Regions from separate parts of the Ovis aries genome. Here region 2 is linked to region 1. A link is a contact called in public Hi-C data. All regions are on one chromosome and are shown on one strand. Each heading gives the region's core, a stretch centred on a gene start, on an enhancer-like site or on the middle of the called end of the contact. The rest is flanking DNA. Distances are from core to core; before and after follow the strand shown. Region 1 has its middle 76 kb from the start of AKT3. Region 2 holds the start of AKT3 (AKT serine/threonine kinase 3).

Region 1 (6,516 bases), core at 2,661-5,160:
CAGGAAAGGAAGAGGACACTATTTACACTGTTATTGAACCCCAACAGTGCAGACATGCCACCATTTAGCATGTATATGTGTGTTAATCGCTCAGTTGTGTCCAACTGTTTGTGATCCCATGGACTGTAGCCCAGCAGGCTCCTCTGTCCATGGAATTCTCCAGGGTGTCCAGGCTAACTCTCCAGAATACTGGAGTGGGTTCCCATTCCCTTTTCCAGGGGATCTTCCTGACCCAGAGATCAAACTCAGGTCTCCCACATTGTAGGCAGATTCTTTACCATCTGAGCTACTAGAGAAGCCCTCATTTAGCTTGGTCCTGGCATAAAAAGTTCCACGAATATTTATTGCATTGATAATTAAAAGGAGTAATATTACAACCAAGTCAATGAAGAAACTTTACAGCAACAAAGTACAGGAGAAATTGAACAAAGGGAGGAGCAGTTGGAATTGTACCCAGAAAGAAAAATGGATAGGCGACCAGTGTAGCAGAAAAGTGTCTACATTAGTGGTCATCAACCCTGATTGCACCTGCAGACATTGAAAAGTAACAGTCATGAGAAAAGGGAACCCTCTTACACTGTTGGTGGGAATGCAAACTAGTACAGCCACTATGGAGAACAGTGTGGAGATTCCTTAAAAAACTGGAAATAGAACTGTCTTATGACCCAGCAATCCCTCTGCTGGGCATACACACCATGGACTGCAGCCCACCAGATGCCCCTCTTCTGTAAGATTCTTCAGGCAAGAAAACTAGAGTGGATTGTCATTTCCTTTTCCAGGGGAACTTCCCGACCTGGAGATCAAACCTGGGTCTCCACACGGCAGGCAGACTCTTTCTCATCTAGCCACCAGGGGAAGCCCCAGACCAGGGATCAAACCTAGGTCCCCTGCATTGGAAGGTGGATTCTTAACCACTGGACCACAGGGGATTCCCAGTCCACAGGGTTTTGATGAGCAGTTGTGGGGTGCTTTTTACAGTATAAATGTGTGCTTTTGGCATACACACCACCACCTTCCCAAAGCACTCTCCTCCAGAACCTCAGTGGTTCCCCCACTTACTTGCAGGTTAAAAATCTGGGACAAATTAATGACTTTCTCATGCCTTCTTTTCCTTGCGATCATCAACAGCAGTGTCTCTTTACACTAAACCAAGTCTGAACTCCAAAAATGAAAATTAAAAATAAAAAAAATTCAGAAACTGAGTTGTGAGCACTTGCTTCAAAAGAAGAGTTCAGAAACAGACCAGTTCAGAGATTCCTTTCTTGGCTTCTCTGGTGGCTCAGATGGTAAAGAATCTGCCTGTAAGGCAGGAAACCCAGGTTCAATCCTTGGGTCAGGAAGATCCCCTGGAGGAGGAAATGGCTACTCACTCTAGTATCCTTGTCTGGGAAATCCCATGGACAGAGGAGCCTGGCAGGCTATAGTCCATAGGGTCGCAAAGAGGTGGACACAACTAAATGACTGAGCGCCCATGCAAAGACACATTAATAGGGAGAAAATGAGGGACTAGAGCAGAAGCCCTGGTTAAAGATCATTAGATTCTTGACTGACAGTCAGCTGAGCTGGGAGGAAACTAATCTCCCAGAGGCAGGCTCTCTTTAAGCTCATTAAAGTTTATTTTTAAATTACTTAAGTATTTTATCAGGTATATTAATTTCCTCCCAGAAGGAACTTGAGAAACACATCATGTGAGAAGTTCAATCTGGACTAGGTTTGGGACAATTTCTCATTTCCAGTGAAAATCTTACAATTCTCAGAGCATACTCCTCCTTTACAGCAAAAAAAAAAAAAAAAAAAAAAATCATCCTGGCACCATCCCTGGTGGATCAGTGGTAAAGAATCCACCTGCCAGTGCGGGAGACCCTGGTTCAATCCCTGGGTCAGGAGGATCCCACCTGCCTCGAGGCATCTAAGCCCAAACTCCACAACTATTGGGCTTACCTTGTAGTTCAGACAGTAAAGAATGTGCCTACAGTGCAGGAACAGAGGTTCAGTCCCTCAGTAGGGAAGATCCCCTGGAGAAAGGAATGGTCACCCACTCTTGCCTGGAGAATTCCATGGACAAAGGAGCCTGGTGGGCTATAGTCCATGGGGTCTCAAAGAGTCGGACATGACTGAGCGACTGAACTGAACTGATACAGGTAAGTGGTCCACGAGTCTTCTGCCTGGTGGTCTAAATTTTTTTTTTTTTTTTTTGCATACTGATGTTAATTGACAGCAAAATGCTTCCTTCCTCCAGCAGCACCAAAGACTGAGATGCTTCAACTCATTCCCAAACATGGCATTCCTTAGGAACAGCCTTAAAAAGACATTTAATAAATAAAGCAAGAGGGTATAGTAAGGAAAGTATGAAAGTGACAAGCATATTAGAGTTTTGCCTCTTCTAATCCCAAAGCACAAAACAAAGCTCAAGTCCTCCAAAATGTCTTCCACAGAAAGGTTACAAGAGGAATTGTCTGGCAGAGACTAGGTAATCCATACATGCTTTGTTTGAATGGACAGAGAAGCCTGGAGAGCTACAGTCCGTGGGGTCAGAAGAGTCAACATTTCTGAGCCGCTAACACATATACACACACAAATATACAAAACCAGGTTAGCTGATTTACCCTTCCACTGCAGTCATCAGTGTGCTTCCCAGGTGGGGCTCGTGGTAAAGAACCCACCTGCCAGTGCAGGCAGACCTGAGAGACATAGGTTTGATCCCTGAGTCAGGAAGATCCCCTGGAGGAGGGCATGGCAACCTGCTCCAGTATTCTTGCCTGGAGAATCCCATGGACAGAGGAGCCTGGCAGGCTATAGTCCATGGGGCCACAAAAAGCTGGACGTGACTGAAGCGACTTAGCACGCAAGCAGTCATTAGTAAAGACACATTTGGCAGGTAATGTGCAACCACAGTAAGACACTGCAAAGATTCTTACTCACCTGATTGGTCAGATGTCAAATCGAGGTTAGAACCCCAACTACTTTTAGTAGGAGTGCTCTACACATTACCTGTAAGCTTAGAGCAGAGATGTTTGGGTGGGGTGAGCCAGTAGGAGGGGTTGTGAACACCCACAGCATGGGGTGGGAGAGGCCACCTGCCCAGCCACACACTGTTCTGTCTCAGCCTGGCTCGGCCATACCGTTGGAGCTACTCCCTACTGCCCACAGCCTACAATCTCCTGCCCTACCCTTTATGTCCAGCTCAAGGGAATTTTAAGGTAAAAGGATCCACTGAAACACGTTACCGACTTATCTAATTGTGATGTGAAGAATCACACCACTCACAGGCCTTGAAATTGTTAAGCGAAGAACTTCATTCCTTACACACACACATCCCTTCTCTCTCTCCCACCCACCCAAACACAATAGTCCATTCCAGCATTCTGAATAACCAAAGTCTGCACTGAACCAAATGTGACCTGAACTCACACAGCTCCCAGCAACCAACTTTCACCTTCAGTATTTTAGTAGGCGGCATCATCGACTCAACGGACATGAGTGTGAGCAAGCTCCGGGAGATAGAGAAGGACAAGGAGGCCTGGCGTGCTGCATCCACGGGGTTCCAAAGAGTCGGACAGCACTGAGCGACTGAACAACAACAAATAGAAAGTCAGAGACCCAGTTCTAATCCCACTCCTGTTTGTAACTTCTCATCCTCCCATCTGTAAAATTATAGATAAGCCTGCTTTCCTGCTAAGATGAGCCATTGAAACGACTGCAGAAGAAACCAATCCCCTCAGATCAGAATCTGCGTGTTCAGAGAACTGAAGCGTGCGCTTGGAATTTTCTCTTTTGCACGCCTTCATCCACCTTTTTCACATAGTTTCCTTTAAACCTCCAGCTTCTCAACCCGGGTGCTGTGTAACCAGAGGGCGTAAGGCGAGCTCAAAGTGAGCGCCGCGCTCCGTCCCGCCCGCGCTGCGGGCGCAGGGAGGGCGCCTGGAGTCCGGGCTGCCCCACGGCTTCCCCCGCTCGCACCGTGGCGATCGCGGCAGGAACGAGAGGAAAGAGCCCCGGGTGACAGCCCCCCGTTATCAACCTCCCGCCCCCCTTGCACCAGCGGGGCCGTGTGATCCCCGCTTTGTGCCCTCGCCGCCGGGCACTGAGCCGTCTGTGACTCTGTCCCTTTGTGGGTCCCAGCCCCGCTCCTGAAGCCCCTTCGGGCGCCAGTGGCTGGGCGGGCGGCGGAGAGGCCGGCGCGCCCCTGGTCCACCCTCCCAGCCCGGGGGGGCGACGGGCTCCCAGGAGACGGAGGAAGTGGGCTGGCAGCATCCCGGGCCTGATGGAGAAGGGGGCTGGGGCCCGAGCCCGGACAGGAAAACACGTTGGGGGCCCCTTGAAAGTGAAAGTGGCTCTGCTTTTCAAAACAAACAACCAAAACCCACACCTAAATCCGTGCTGAGAGGGCCCCGGCGCGGGGGGAGGGAGGTGGGAGGGGCAGGAGGGTTACCATTCAGTTCAGTTCAGTTCGGTCGCTCAGTCGTGTCCGACACTTTGCGACCCCATGAATCGCAGCACGCCAGGCCTCCCTGTTCATCACCATACCATTAGCTCTCCTTTTCATTTTTACTGATTGCTCAAGATGAAAAGAATTGGTCCCAACATCCGGGGACAGGAGTAGAATAGGGGAGGTATGATTGAACTTTCTGCCCCGAGATGACTGTCGGTCTGTGACGTGCTGCAGGGTAAAATTTGGGCTTAAAAAAAAAAAAAAAAAAAGGCCTGTAGGAGAGAAAGGAAAAGTAAGAAATCCACAGGAGGGTAGAGAAAAACAACCAGGGAGTAAAAATGATAAACCATCAAGGAACACTCCCCATATAAAGTGCTCAAGCTCGGTCCATTATTTATTCTCACCAGAACTCCACCTGCCTAACATAGATAATGTCCTTATTCCCATTTTGCACATGAAGACACCAAAGCAAAGGGGCATTAAACACACTTTTGACTGAAAGGAGATTTGAGCCTGAGTCTGGCTCCAGAGCTGAAATGACCTTCCCTTAGCATTGTTCCTTTTCTATTTTGCAAAAACAGGCTAGTGGGCAGGGCCTGGAGAATTTACCTGGTTTTAGGCAAACTGTGACTCCAGATAGACAAATCACTTAATCTCTGAGTCCTAGTATTTTTCTCAGGAATGGTGACTTTTCAGGAATCTTGTGAAACTCAAATGAGATCATGTGTTTGCATATACATGCAAAATAGTGAAAGTGAAGTGAAAGTCTCTCAGTCATGTCCGACTTTTTGCCACCCCATGGACTGTATAGTCCATGGGCTTCTCCAGGCCAGAATACTGGAGTGGGTAGCCTTTCCCTTCTCCAGGGGATCTTCCCAACCCAGGGGTCAAACCCAGGTCTCCCCCACTGCAGGTGGATTCTTTACCAGCTGAGTCACAAGGGAAGCTCTTGCGAAATAGAAGGTACTTGAAAGTGAAAGTGTTGGTCACTCAGTCGTGTCCCACTCTTTGCCACCCCATGGACTGGATGACTCCCTGGACTATACTAAGCTCCTCTGTCCATGGAATTCTCTAGGCAAGAATACTGAAGTGGGTAGCTGTGCCTTCCTCCAGGAGATCTTCCCCACCTAGGGATGGAACCCAAGTCTCTTATGTCTCCTGCATTGGCAGGCAAGTTCTTTACTGTCTGAGCCACCAGGGAAGTACAGAAGGCAGTTAGAAAATGTAAAATAATTTCATATAGTCCTAGCCCATCCCTGGAGTAGAGGCCTTAAAAATATCTCCTGAGAAGGGTACCCGAGTGCATTCATTAGCTCTCCGAGGAACTTCTACATCCACAATTTGTTACACATTGAAAATGCCCCTCTTTCAAGTAGGCCTCCTTCCCCTCTGTGCTTGCTGTGCTAAGTCGGTTCAGTTGTGTCCGACTCTTTGCAGCCCCATGGACTGTGGCTCGTTAGGGCTCCTCTGTCCATGGGGATTCTCCAGGCAAGAATACTGGAGTGGGTTGCCATTTCTTTCTCCAGGGGATCTTCCTGATCCAGAAATCAAACCCAAGTCTCTTAAGTCTCCTGCATTGGCAAGTGGGTTCTTTACCACTAACGCTACCTGGGAAGCCCTCCTTCCCCTCTAATCCACTTCTTTGTTCAGTGTGTTGACTATACTACTGAATTTAGGTTGGTCCCCCCCACCCCCAGGTATTCCCTTGTAACTTAGAAATGAACTACTAAACATCATATGGACTGCAGGGCTTCTCTGGTGGCTCAGACGGTAAAGAATCTCCCTGCAATGTGGGAGACCTAGGTTAAATCCTTGGGTAGGAAAGAGCCTCTGGAGGAGAGCATGGCAACCCACTCCAGTATTCTTGCCTAGAGAATCCTCATGGACAGAGGAGCCTGGTTGGCTACAGACCACAGGGTCGCAAAGAGTCAGACATGACTGAGCGACTAAGCATAGCACATATGGACTCCATGGTTAATATCCTGGTTGGGAGTGGGGAGAAATCTGTTTTGTTTTTTTTTTAAGGGTTGGGCCTGAATTTAGGAAGCCACCAACTACCTCTTTATTCACTGCCTTGGTCTCAC
Region 2 (6,911 bases), core at 4,407-6,906, 75 kb after region 1:
AAGTGTAGAGCTTGGGATATGTTCATTCCCTGCATTGAGGGGATCCATCGAAACTGGGAATCAGGTTGCCCAACTGTTTCTATGGCAGAACTACAAGGGAGAGAATGGTCAACAGGTGAGTATTTCCCAAGGCCCAGATGAAGCACCACAGGAGAGAAGGAGTGGGCTGGAGCCATCTTGAGTCTGCCTAGGAGACCTCCGCAGAGGCTGGGAGGACCCCAACAGGGAGACTTCAATAGGGCTGAAGAAACTGAAGCTGAAGAGTGAGTAGGAATAGGCAGCTAAAAGAAAAGGTGCATTGCCCACATTGTAGGGGTTGCAGTTAGAGAAGTCTGGAAGAAACTCTCCAAAGAGCCCCTGGAGAGCCAACCTGAAACACAAACAGGTCATGGGCCGGTGATCTTCGTAGTCCTGTGCACACAGACTATGCTTGGTTTAATGCTCTTCTTTGCTCTTTTAAAATTCTTCATTCTTGTTCCACAGTGGCGCCAGAATTTCCGTTTTGCACTGGGTCCTGCAAGTCCTAGTGGGTAGGGGGGTTATGTATGTCAGGCCAAGAGAGTGCAAAACTGGATTACAACAGACAAGCTAGATAAGAACTGTTTTGCTCTTCACCCTGAGACTGCCTTGTGGGGTGCAAGAGGAAAACGAGATGGAGAAATAGAGAAGCAGAACTGTTTTTCCCATACAGGCTTTCAACCTAAAAAAAGGCTTGAATTCTAAATTAAATTCAGGGTTTTGATTAAAATCTAATTTTTGACTGAGAAGTATTTGCAACTGAGAGTGGCCATAGTTTTACTTAGGAACTAAAGGTGAATAGAAAAATTCTGATACTGAATTACCTCTTACCATAAAAAAAGCAAACTAGGATTATTTAATGAAATAGTGCAAATACAGCAATTGAAGGGCTTTGTAGTGGGTATAGATTTGAATCATTCCAGTTGATCCAGAAAGTATTTTCATTAGCAGAAGTTGTGTTTTAAAATAGATGGGGAAACTTTCTGGAACAGAACTGTATTTACATGAGATAACTAAGGAAGGGGTTGAGGTGATTACCTAGGTGAAGGTTGGGAATTTACTGTCATTATTTCACTGCTAGCTGTTGTGTTAAAAAGTTCAGTCCTCTCAAAGCAGGTTCTGAAACAGCTAAAAAGGCGCATCATCTCAGGAAGTCAAAATTATATCCTAAAATGAGGTTGTGGGATTAAAATATGGCATTATTGGTATTACTGCATACCTTTATTTAGCTGCCATCCGAATAATAATATGTATGCTCTTGCTTTGGAATCAGAACCTGGATTCTAGGTCAACGCCCCACAAGCAGTTATTTGATTGTGGTCAATAACTTTCTGTGGGCTCTCTTGATGGCTCAGTGGGTAAAGAATCTTCCTGTAATGCAGGTGAGACAGGAGATTTGGGTTCCATCCTTGGGTCAGGAAGATCCCTGAAGGGGGAAATGGTAACCCACTTCAGTATTCCCGCCTGAAAAATACCATGGACAGAGGAGCATGGCGGGTTACAATCCATGGGGTCACAGGGAGTCAGACACGACTGAGCGACCAAGTCCACACACACACCATGACACATATAAAAAAAATTAAAAACTTTGTGTTCAGACCCAAGGGTTCTTAAATATAAGTATTAGGTTGCTAACAGACTTAGCTGTCTAAGAGAGAGCATGATAATATCAATGCAAAAATTTTCATTCACCCTCTAGTAACATAGTAGGGAAAAAAAGTCTGCTAATAAAACAAGGGGGAGGTTTCCAGAGAACTTTAAGTATCCCCTTTGCACGTGGCATCAGATTAGTGACATACTTAACCCTCGGGTATTCTCATGTGTTACTAATCTAGCCCCATGTCTTATAAAGACAGTATCTGTGAAAAAGAGAAAAGACAATTAGTATTGATAACTATTGTAACTTACTCTTCTGCTACTTATACCTGGACTTAAACTATGCTCTTCTGAAAATTGCTCTATTATCATCTAGGATATTCATTAGTTATAGTTATAGACTTAGCATGGTTATTTCAGAAACCAACTGTGGCAGAGACTGGCTGGCTGTTCATCAAACCAATTTCTTTTTCTTTATGGGCTAGACTCCTTTTCATGGGTTGCCTTGTAGTTTGCTGGCTTTGGAGTGTTCTAGCCAGTGGAATGTGAATAGAATTGAAATGCACAAAACTTCTCTTGAGTGATCCTCCATGTTTTGCCCCTTTCAGCCAGCTTGCTGTCATGATTACGTGTTGAACATGTCATAACTCAAACATGGAAGAAACTTTATTCTTATAAATGCTTGCCCGCCATTCTGAACTTTACGTGGATGAGAAATACATTTCTACTGTTGTATGCAGGACAGATTTTCACATTTGTTTGTTTTACCAGTTAGTGTTAACAGATATATTTATGTTTATGGTAAAGGAATTTTAGCTTGCTGATCAGTCACTATGTTTTAGATACCATCTAATATTTCGTCACATTGAATTCTCATAATACGCTGTTGAAGTAGTTGTAACCATCCTTGCACCAACGAAGAAATTAAGGCTTAGAAGAGTTCAGAAACTTGCCTGAGACCTAAACTCTGCAGAGAGAGGATTTGAACTCAGATTTCCAAGTATGCAATGTGTGTTCATGATCTTTCCAACAAGCCATCCCAAGAGAAGAGTACAGCATAAACTGCACACAGGACACAGATTTATTTGTCCATCAAACATATTTTGTGCATACTGTGTGTCATGTTATATTCTAGATACTGGAGACAAGATATCTTTGTTATTAAAGCACAGAAACAGTAACTTAACTTTTGTTACCTGATGTCCTGCAATTCTCTATGTGCCTTCTAGTTTAAGTTACTCCCAAGCAATGCTTGGAGGAAGGCATGGCAATCCACTCCACTATTCTTGCCTGGAGAATCCCCATGGGCAGAGGAGCCTGGCGGGCTGCAATCCATGGGATTGCAAAGAGTCGGACAAGACTGAGCGACTAAGCACAAGCAACGGTAGAAGTACTAACAAATAGCTCTCAGTATCTTATTTACTCATTGACAGTCAAGAAGAGTAAATATTTTTCTTAAGATATATAAATAACTAGTATTGAGAGATGTTAGTTTTAAGAATTTCTGGCTTAGTAAAGAATGAGGGTATGTCTCTAAAATTTAGGAGGGATATTCCCATAGATAAACATACTCCTGTTGCCCATATTATTGGAAAGTGATGACAGTGAAGAGGAGAAATCTAGAAAACAGTCTATATGGAGTACCATCATCTCACAATCAGCAGATTCTCCAAAACTCACGATGGCACAGTCTAAGAGAAAGAACAATGCTAGTTAAATGACAGTGCTATAATCAATTCCTACGTAATAAAAGCTGACATGCTTTTATTACAGAAATGGATGAAACTACCATAGTAGAAGAACAAAACACAGAAGAAATAAAACTACAGCTTTTCAAATACATGAAGCCTAGGGTACATAATCCATGGCAGTTTATACAATATTTACTTGTATGTTGTAATCCGGTTAAGATTTAATCCAATCTGAAGAGACTGAGAAAAAATTTGAGGCAATATGGCTAGCTTTCCTCATAGCTCAGTTGTTAAAGAATCTGCCTGCAATGCAGGAGACCTGAGTTTGATTCCTGGGTCAGGAAGGTCCCCTGGAGAAGGAACTGGCAACCCACTGCAGTATTCTTGCCTAGAGAATCCCCATGGACAGAGGAGGCTGGCAGGCTACAGTCCACCGGGTTGCAAGAGTCGGACACAACTCAGCGACTAAACCACTTAGCGACTAAACCACCACCATGGCTCATAAGACAAATTTGATTCTCAGAAATATGTCGACGTTAAAACTGGAAATAAAATTGCAGTTGATCAGAGATATCTGGTAATTCAGAATATCACAAGTCTCAGAGTTAAGTATTTAACAGAGCTTTCAAAATACTCTTTTTAACACTGGTGTCATAGGGACTATTTTCTTATAAAGTGACTTGGGTTATTATAGAATAAAAATCTGACTCATTTTTGTTACTCTTAAGCAAGAAATTTTTAATGAAATCACTTTACCAGTAGGGACTGTTAGAGGTCTGATAATTACGGCAATAAATTATATACTTTTAATACACAGATAAGCTGAATAGAGAGGCTTCCCAGGTGGCTCAGTGGTAAAGAATCTGCCTGCCAAGGAGGGAGATGCAATTGAGAGATTCAGGTTCCATCCCTGAGTCAGGAAGCTCCTCTGGAGAAGAAAATGACAACCCAGTATTTTTCCCTGGAAAATTTTATGGACAGAAGAGCCTAAAGGATAGAGTGTATATTTATTATCAGTTCACCATGTGCTGGGAAATATGGGAAAAGGAGAAAGGAAGCAATTGGGGACTTTTACTTTTGGGTGGACTGTACATCTTAAAAAAGCATATTTTATTCTGAAACTGTCAAGTGTAGTGTTTCCTTTGCAAATGGAGAAAATTGATTTTAAAAGCCCTTTCTTTTCTTATTAGGTTAGGTTCCATACTCCTTCCTGTCCACAATCCCAATAGATGTGCCTTTCACAACAGATGTCGACACAGATGTATAAATACAACTCCCTATGTAAATACCAGGGGTATAGTGTAAAAGAATGATTACCAACCCAGTGTTGTCAGGAAATGGAAAAAGCACAGTAGGAAGTGCCCTTCAGAAGCAGTAAGTCTTCTACAGAAAGAGCCCAAAAGCACTACCAAGAACCTTGCATTGGAAGAAATAGCAGGTACATCAACAAGGCTAGAATTACATGGTGAAATGATATGATTTTTTCAAAGTGTTCCAGAAGCAACAATACGTGGTGTCAGAAAAAGTAAACTTTCATAACTTTCTGGAGTATGATGTATGGGTAAAAAAAAAAAAAGGCCATTTTGCGAAAAAACAAACAAAAAAACCCAAAACAAAACCATCTCCTTTATAAACATTCTCAGGAGCCATGAACTTCAAAAGAAAGCAATGCTGTCTTCGTAGTGAATGCAATACATCATGGCCTCCTCAAAGTCAATGAAAACTGTATACTATCTCTAAAAAATGTGAAATTTTAAGGTTGAATTACGATGCTACTGTAAGGTGTACACTATTATGTGGCGGTTACTGCTTACAGGAAGCGCTGGGATGGCTCTTCCGAGAGAGGTTCTAGGACTGGACAGTAAGGTCTCCCCTCTGTACTGACCCCAGAGGTGCAGAGGGGTGGGGTCGCTTCTCGCCCCGCTGCTAGTTTTCGGGGGCGCGCCCCTACAGGGAACGGCCCATCTCGGGGGCCTCAGGTCCCGGCCCTCTAGCTCCCGGCCCGACCCCCCCCGAGCTGCGGCGGGCGGGAGGAGAAGCCCCGGGCTCGGCTGCTCGCGGAGGGCAGAAGAGCCTCCACTCCCGGGCCTCGGGTGCCTGCCGCACGCCACGAGGGCGCGGGGGAAACCCACAACTTCCCGCCCAGGAACGACGCCCCGCTACTGGCTCCGGCTGGGGGGTGTTCTCGCGAGAGGAGAGGGGGCGCTGGCCGCCGCGGGCTCGGGGGCTCGGGGAAGCCCGCGGATGGGGGCCCGCGGGGAGGGGGCAGAGGCGGCGGGCCGGCTGGGGACGCGGGGAAGCCGCTCCCGCCAGTCGCCGTGCGCCAGCCCCTGACGTCAGGAGTTTTCCTCAAAGTCAACAACAAGCCCGCGGCGGCGGCGAGAGCTGATCGCGGCCGCCCCAGCGGGAGGAGGGGGCGGGGAGGCGGCGGCGGCCCCCCCACCCCCCAGCGGGGCGCGGCCCTAGAGGAGGCCGCAGACCCCCGACCCGCGCCTGGCCGCCAGGGCCTCTCAGAGCCTCCCCCCGCCGCCGCCTCGCCTCGCCGGCGCGAGCCGGCCCCCGCCCGAGCGGAGTTTTCTGGTGATGAATTGAATTTGTAGCCGAGATCCGATTCCCACGTAGAGTCTCCGCCCCCTCCCCCCCGCCGCCTCCCTCCTCCCGCCGCCGCCGCCGCCGCCGCCGCCGCCTCCCGCTCCAGCTCCGCGGCCCGGCCGGCTCCCTCCCTCCCTCCCCTGCAGCCCGCCGCCTGCCCTCCCGCCGGCCACACCGGGCTCCAGGGGGGCCAGAGGCTCTGCGGGGTGGGGGGAGGACAGGAGGGGAGGAGGAGGGAGGGGGACCCCCGAGTCGCCCCCTCTCCTCCCCCCGCCCCCCGGCTCCATCCTCCGCCGCCGCCCGAGCAGCTGCGGGGCCGCCGCCGCCGCCTTTGCAGGTAACAGCCACCGCCCCCCCACCCCCACCCCACTCTCGCCCTCTCCCCGCCGCGCCTGCACTCCCTCCGGGGCCCCCTTCGGGCGGGGATGGCGGTGGGTGAATGAGGTGGGGGCGTCCGGCTTGTCACCGCGCCGGGGGCGTGGGCGTGGGGCTGGATCGCCGGGGGCTGGGGTGAGGGATGCGGGTGCGGAGGCCGGGGATGCCCGGCGCGGGCGGACCGCACCCCTCACTTTGCGGGGGAAGCCGGGGCGGCGGTGCGCGGGGGCCGGGGAGGGTGTTCCCGGCCTAGCGGTGCGGTCCGGGTCTGGGCCGCCCTGGCCCGGCGCCTCCGGTCTCGCTCGCTCTGCGCCACTCTCGCTCCCGCCCCTCACCCTCCCCGCCGGCCGGCGGCGTGGGGAGGGGGCCCGGCTCGGCCTGGGGTGGCGGCGGGGTTATGTAACGCGGGGAGCGCCGGTGTCAGGGCGTTTGGGTGGGGGGAGGGGGCTGTCTGCGCGTGGGTGGGGGAAGGCAGGGATGCGACGGCTCCCCGGGGTCTTGTTCGCCACCCCACCCCCCCGCCGCCGCTGCCGCCGGCGCACAGGAAGAGACGGCGCTGGTGGGGTGGGGGGTGTGTGGGAGGTGGGGAACGTGCTTGTCTGTGTTTTTAATAGTAGTGGGTTTTGATCCGCTCGGGAG

Evidence for each region. A called contact is a pair of places that touch in the nucleus more often than the background predicts.
Region 2: a contact with region 1 is called in a Hi-C map of hypothalamus, with 1.9 times the contacts expected there. The contact joins the promoter of AKT3 here to the enhancer-like site in region 1. A contact is called at or near these places in 2 of 16 Hi-C or Micro-C datasets (blood and hypothalamus).

Annotation. Positions count from the first base shown.
Region 1 is chr12:32,548,376-32,554,891 of ARS-UI_Ramb_v3.0, forward strand. No RefSeq gene overlaps it. Among named protein-coding and RNA genes, the nearest start is that of AKT3, 76 kb to the right of the region's middle. Within about 2 kb of position 3,911, at least 16 of the 54 cell types and tissues checked have an H3K27ac peak or open chromatin away from gene starts, as enhancers often do. A contact at or near this core is called in hypothalamus, where this site is marked.
Region 2 is chr12:32,622,125-32,629,035 of ARS-UI_Ramb_v3.0, forward strand. AKT3 (AKT serine/threonine kinase 3) reads left to right here and starts at 5,657. Exons shown (of 16, transcript XR_009595810.1): 1 at 5,657-6,234. It overlaps LOC121820773 (a long non-coding RNA gene), which reads right to left and starts at 5,690. Exons shown (of 4, transcript XR_009595811.1): 1 at 371-5,690; 2 at 1-79.